Linked DNA regions of Mus musculus: region 1 is linked to region 2. The links are chromatin contacts, called in public Hi-C maps. All regions are on one chromosome and are shown on one strand. Each heading gives the region's core, a stretch centred on a gene start, on an enhancer-like site or on the middle of the called end of the contact. The rest is flanking DNA. Distances are from core to core; before and after follow the strand shown.

Region 1 (2,845 bases), core at 86-2,585, 260 kb before region 2:
TTCTGGACCCGCACAGTCCTCTGAAGAGAGCCAAGCTAGAGAGTCAGAAGACAGCTGCGGAGGGAACCCCAGCAGCTTGCAGATGCCCCTCTGCAGGGCACCTCACTTTTACACTTAGAAGCAGAGCTAAGAACAGGAGACAGTGTTTGCATTTTGATTACATCATTCTTCATGTCCGAATAGCTTTTGACAGTTGTACTATGTGTTTTCTTAGTGAAGTCTATTCGGAGCATACCTGCCTACCTTGCAGAGACCCTCTACTATGCCATGAAGGTGAGTAGACACCCTGCATCTAATAAATGCAGCCTTCTCTAGCTCTGACTATGCTTCATGTGACAGCCTGGGGATGCATGTCTCTTTCCGATGTGTAGCCTGTTTCTTCTACGTTACCAGACTTCAATGATTTACCTCAAACCAGGGGCATTTGGTGCTGTATGTGAAGACTTTTAACACCTGCACTCTTTTCTCCTTTAAAGGGTGCTGGGACGGACGATCACACCCTCATCAGAGTCGTGGTGTCGAGGAGTGAGATTGACCTGTTTAACATAAGGAAGGAGTTTAGGAAGAACTTCGCCACCTCCCTGTATTCTATGATCAAGGTAGAACTTTGGTTTACATTAGAAACACAGAGCCAGATCGGGCAGCATGAAGGAAATGGATGGAAGAATCCAGTTCCCGTGCTAAGTTAAAATATTAGTCATAGGATTAGAGGGGTTCTAAAGAAGGATAAAGGGGGAGCTGGGTTACAGCCCCGGCCAAGGCTCAACCGACCCAAGGCTTTGTCCGTTTTTAGAATGTGTGCTTGTGTATCCATCAGTATCAGCTGCCTTTGTTAGCTCCTCCCTCTCGTCAGTGTTTCTTTCTTCCTTGTCTGTGGTCACTGTGCCCCTGGTGTCAGGTCATAGCTGCAGCAAGAGACCCCTGTGACCTTGAAGTGTGGCTGAAAGGAAGTCTCTTGACATCTTTCCTTGTGGACCACGTGTAGAGAGAGGTTTCAGTTGAGCAAAAGCGTTGGATTTAATGTGTGTGGTGTGTGGAGCTTGGGTTGAGGGTTGCCAGCGAGTCTGTGCACTTAAGACACTAGCATTTCACACATAAGCGGCATGAGGGGAGCCCAAGGAAGGCATGCCCTATGCCCATGTCCGAGGCAAAGCCACAGCCCCTGAGAGGCCCTGCATGCCTTTGTTACCCGAGAGAAACTGGGCGTCTGTTTGAAGGCATGATGATTTAACATACTTGGAACGGCTTCTCTGCTTCTCCATGGAAGAACACAGTCCACTCCATTAAGAGAACAGCCCTCGAGGGGTAAAATTAGAAAGTTAAACTGAGCGGTATTGGTAGGAATTTCCCTGTGTAACATTCCTGTTGTGAGAGTCATGCAGAGAAGTTGCCCAGTGGGGAGAAAAGTCACAGGAACGATAGTCACCCTCAGCCATTTCCTCATCTTTTTATTTCCTGTGGCTTTTGTGAGTCATGGAGTTGACAGAGTGTGTTTGGGTTCCAGGGCGACACATCTGGAGACTATAAGAAGGCCCTGCTGCTGCTCTGCGGGGGCGAGGATGACTGAGAGCCGCCTGGAGCGCCCTGTGCCTGCTGCCCACCATCAGCTTTCCTCAGCACCACACTTGCTTGCATTCTGTGCCTGCCGCGCTGCCTTACACTAGTATGCTAATGACCAAAGGTGTCTTAGATGAAAGCAGTGTCCCGCCCTTCTGATGTTCTGTCTACAGTAGGTAGTGACCTTCCCATATCTCTCAGTCCAATGTCTGAGTTATTAATATTGTCTATGAATTGCTTTTTATATCCTTTTTTAAAGCTTCATTTATATTAAGTTAATAACCCTATTATCTTGATTGGAACCTTAGCGGTGAAATTGTGAACTCTTGGAAATGCTGTCAATCAAGCTTACTGCTCTAGCAGACCTGCAAAATTATGATGGTAGTATCCAAAACATTGGCGACAAATAAAAACATTCCCTTCCCTCCAAATCCTGTGTAGGTTTGTGTTTAGAAAGCTTATTTAACAATGATATCCCTTTGAAAGCAGGCACTTGACAGTAGTATTAGTTAAAGCTAAAACTATAGTTGGTCTTGGGGTACTAAAACATGCAGTATCGCAGACTGAACTTCCTAATGCGGTGAGGTAAAGGATGGAGAGAGAATGGGGGGTGGGGGATGGGAGGTGGGGGTAGGGTGTGGATGGAGGAAGGGGGTGGGGTGGGGTGGAGGTGCATGTGTTCCTCTGTGTGTGTGTGTGTGTGTGTGTGTGTGTGTGTAAAACAGTTTCCTGGTGGGATGAAAGCTGGGGAGGGGAGGGTCCCCTGGTGGGAGGAGGGGAGGTGAAGAGAAGAGATTTATTTCCTCACCAGCTAGGACAATACTATGGAGCTTCTACTAGCAGCAGAAAGAGTAAATTTTGCACAACCTAAAATTTCAGTGTGTTCGAGTTTGCTTGTAACTCTGCTCTTTACCTTCTCCTCCTCCTCCTTGAGATAATTGTAGAAGTTTCTTCCTCCAGTCCCATAGTCCCAGAAATAACCTAATGGCTCATAACCTAAGATAACCCATTTATTCTAATCCATGTTCTGCCACGAGGCTGGTTACCTGTGCTCAGGCACCACACGTCTGTCTCATCACAGATAACACAGACAGTACTCTTTAGGAAGCCATTTCTTCAGCCTTGCCTTCCTGTTTCCCACCTTTGGGTGCCTTGAAGTGGAGTTACCTTGACATTTGTACATATGCTATATACTCACGGCTACTTTTTTTCCTAAGTAAAATGTTAATATCCTTATTAAATAATGACAGCGATCTTTTCACAGACCTCACTGTTCTACAAAATAACC
Region 2 (3,258 bases), core at 367-2,866:
AGCTGCATATGTATCAAAAGATGGCCTAGTCGGCCATCACTGGAAAGAGAGGCCCATTGGACACGCAAACTTTATATGCCCCAGTACAGGGGAATGCCAGGGCCAAAAAGTGGGAGTGGGTGGGTAGGGGAGTGGGGTGGGGGTATGGGGGACTTTTGGGATAGCATTGGAAACGTAAATGAGGAAAATACCTAATAAAAATATTTAAAAAAACATAATCTCAATACTGTATGAAAAAATATATTTTCAATTATAAAAAAAACTATAAGAAAGACAGCCTTGTATAGAACTAAAAGTCGTTATAATGGCCAATGGTTTAATGTATATATCAAGTTGGATAGATAACTAAGAAAAATAAATATGAAAGAAGAAACCTGTGTATTGGACTGGTGAGAGGGCTCAGTGGGTACAGAACTTGCTGCACAAGTGTGAGACCTTGGTTTGAATCCCCAAAACCCATAAGCCAGAATTCAGTGACAATAGCCTGATACTCTTATGGGAAAATGGGAGATACGGAGAGAAGAATCCCAGGAGCCTGTGTGCCAAGCAGAATAACATAAACAGTGGTGAGCAATGAAGAGACCCTACCTCAAGGTGGACTTCAGGAGCCAGCACCCAAAGCTGTCCTCTGACCTCTGCATGGACTCCATGACCCATGTGCATCCATATCCACACATGGAAACACGCATGCTTGTGCATCATACACACACACACAGACACACACACACACACACAGAGAGAGAGAGAGAGAGAGAGAGAGAGAGAGAGAGAGAGAGAGAGACTTGCACAGAGGGGGGAAAGATTAATAACCTGAATTTTGATGAGAATTACTCCTTTGTTATGACTTCACATAAAGCCAAATGAAAAGAAAGATCAAAGGTTATTTTGTAGATTATTTTCCAGTTGACCACTTCATTCCAACTTTGCTCTTCAGAAAATATTAGTCTCACAGCCTTTTCTGTTAATGGCTTTTGAGTCATGGTTTTGCTATGTGTCCCACACTGGTTTCAGATTCTCTAGACAGTCCTGCCCCAGTCTCCTATGCACTAGAACTAGGGATGTGTGCCACTTTACACATACACTGTCTTACCCTCCCTGGTACCGATTTGTATCTCCCATTATCTTATGTTCAATGCCCCTGAGAGCATAAAACTAGTTGGAGAGACTAGAGTTCGTTCACTAGTTTGCATCTATGGCATGGTTATCATCAGAAAGCTTCTGAGCAGCAGCTCACAGTTAATGATTTGTAACTCTTACAAAGATTCAGGTAAGACTTTTACAATGTAGCTTTTGTATGATGTAGTTTGCTCCCTCACCCCAGGTGCCTTCATCTGCAAGATGGTGCCCTTCGTCCAGTCCACTGCTGTTGTGACGGAAATCCTCACCATGACTTGCATCGCTGTTGAGAGGCACCAAGGACTCATCCATCCTTTTAAAATGAAGTGGCAGTACACTACCCGAAGGGCTTTCACAATCTTGGGTACGTGAGTCACTATTTGTCACTCGACAAAAATATCTGGTACTGACAATTTGGAAGGACAAGGATTAGTGTTTGCATATGACTTCAGAGATTGCAGTCTGTGGCCACTTGGCTGTTACTTCCGGGCCTTTGGGCAAGAAAGCAGAACACTGTGACATGACCATTGGTAGAGCAGTGGCTTGCCTCATTGCAGGTCACACGCATGTACACAGACAGAAGCTATCTGGGGAAAGTCCTATGCCAGTAACCTACTTCTCCCAATCGTGCTCCATTTCCTAGTAGTCCATTCATCTACAAATTCATCAGTGGACAAAGCCCAGAGACTATTGTTCAAGACTGTGAAGGCATTTAATACTCTAATTGTAACACTAGGTGAGGCTTCTCAGTGTGCCCTCCTGCAGTATTAATGGCATTCTTCAGTATAGGGCAATATCATATTTGTACAGCTGAAGTATAGTTTGGCCTTTATGTGTAAGCATTCCTGTATAACTTGAGTTTGGTCCTCTCTGTATTTACCCTATATCACATCTCCTTTGGTTCTACCCTAACACTTAAATATATTATTGTGGGTAATGTATTCCACAGTTTACGTCTTCAACATTTAGCTAGTGAGTGGTACCTACCTATGGCATTTCCACACTAACATTCATCTGACCCTGAGATGAGAAGGCTCTGAGTGTACAAGAGCAAGAAAATCCTGATACAGAGCAGCAACTGTGCTTTGAGGGAAGCCGAGAGCAAGAGTGTTGTGCTGAGGTGGGCTCCCAATCATTCGCATAGAGCTTGCACGTGCCTGAGAGCACACTCCACTCTCTTCAGGCAGTTCTAGATGCTTAGCTTGCCATCACTGTCCCCTACTCGTAAGACATGATGAATACAACATATCTCAAAACAAAATGGTAAATTTGAAGCACGACCCTAACATCTAGCATGGTAATAGATTAATCATCTTTTTTTTTTTTTTTTAGTAATTATCATTGAGTCCTCAGAATCTTAAGATGCTTCACAATGGTCTGAATTTCTAAAAATCCAATGTATAGTGTACAGCTCATAGGATCATCAAAGGTATCAAATTTAACTAATATGCCATGTGAAATAACATAAACAGCACTTCTGTTATAAAATTTTATCTGGTATTGTATCATAAGGAACACTGAAGATGGAGAACCACTTCAGTGGTAGGTGAAGCATGTCTCCACTGTACCGCATTCTGATGATTATTGCATTTTTACAGGTGTGGTCTGGTTGGCAGCCATCATCGTAGGATCACCCATGTGGCACGTACAACGCCTCGAGGTATTCAGGGTTGCGTGGCTTTTTATACTACCGAGATACTTCTCCATACCCCTCAACTGTAATGATCACCCGTCTCAAGAGCACTTCAACAAGTCTATGTGACCTCACTTCCTTCACTGGAAATCTTTCAAATGAGATAAAATTGCTTTTCCCATTTCATCTAATTCTTCTAGATATTATTTTGCTAAGACCTTGGTGCTTAACATTTTGAAAATTAATCCAAGTTTACTTTATCTATTTTCCTATAAGTAGAACATGCTATTTCACAACTGCTCTAATGTTTTGATATAATTAAGAATCCACTGACCACTCTGTATTTTTTCTTTGATTAAAAATAGATTTTTTTCATGGAATATATAATGATTACAGTTTTTTTCTCCCTCCTCTCCTCTCAGATCCACCCCTTTCTGCCTCATTAGAAATAAGCAGGCATCTAAGGAATAATAATAATAAAATATAAGAAGATAGAACAAAACCCAACA

What was found. A called contact is a pair of places that touch in the nucleus more often than the background predicts.
Region 1: a contact with region 2 is called in a Hi-C map of pancreatic cancer cells, with 3 times the contacts expected there. The contact joins two enhancer-like sites. A contact is called at or near these places in 4 of 15 datasets of contacts at CTCF or cohesin (embryonic stem cells, hippocampal excitatory neurons and large pre-B cells), 95 of 484 Hi-C or Micro-C datasets (the Ba/F3 cell line, the C10 cell line, the C2C12 cell line and 41 more), 14 of 115 datasets of contacts at active chromatin or transcription factors (astrocytes, a colorectal cancer cell line, embryonic fibroblasts and 8 more) and 3 of 9 other capture datasets (adipose tissue, embryonic stem cells and liver).

What each region holds. Positions count from the first base shown.
Region 1 is chr3:36,448,066-36,450,910 of GRCm38.p6, reverse strand. It overlaps Anxa5 (annexin A5), which reads left to right. Exons shown (of 13, transcript NM_009673.2): 11 at 215-273; 12 at 477-599; 13 at 1,505-1,988. The coding sequence ends at 1,567. Among named protein-coding and RNA genes, the nearest start is that of Mir7009, 26 kb to the left of the region's middle. Within about 2 kb of position 1,335, at least 126 of the 459 cell types and tissues checked have an H3K27ac peak or open chromatin away from gene starts, as enhancers often do. A contact at or near this core is called in the C2C12 cell line, the HL-1 cell line, a colorectal cancer cell line and 1 more, where this site is marked.
Region 2 is chr3:36,187,674-36,190,931 of GRCm38.p6, reverse strand. It overlaps Qrfpr (pyroglutamylated RFamide peptide receptor), which reads left to right. Exons shown (of 6, transcript NM_198192.2): 2 at 1,322-1,480; 3 at 2,715-2,776. Among named protein-coding and RNA genes, the nearest start is that of Qrfpr, 33 kb to the left of the region's middle. Within about 2 kb of position 1,616, at least 25 of the 459 cell types and tissues checked have an H3K27ac peak or open chromatin away from gene starts, as enhancers often do. A contact at or near this core is called in the C2C12 cell line, the HL-1 cell line, a colorectal cancer cell line and 1 more, where this site is marked.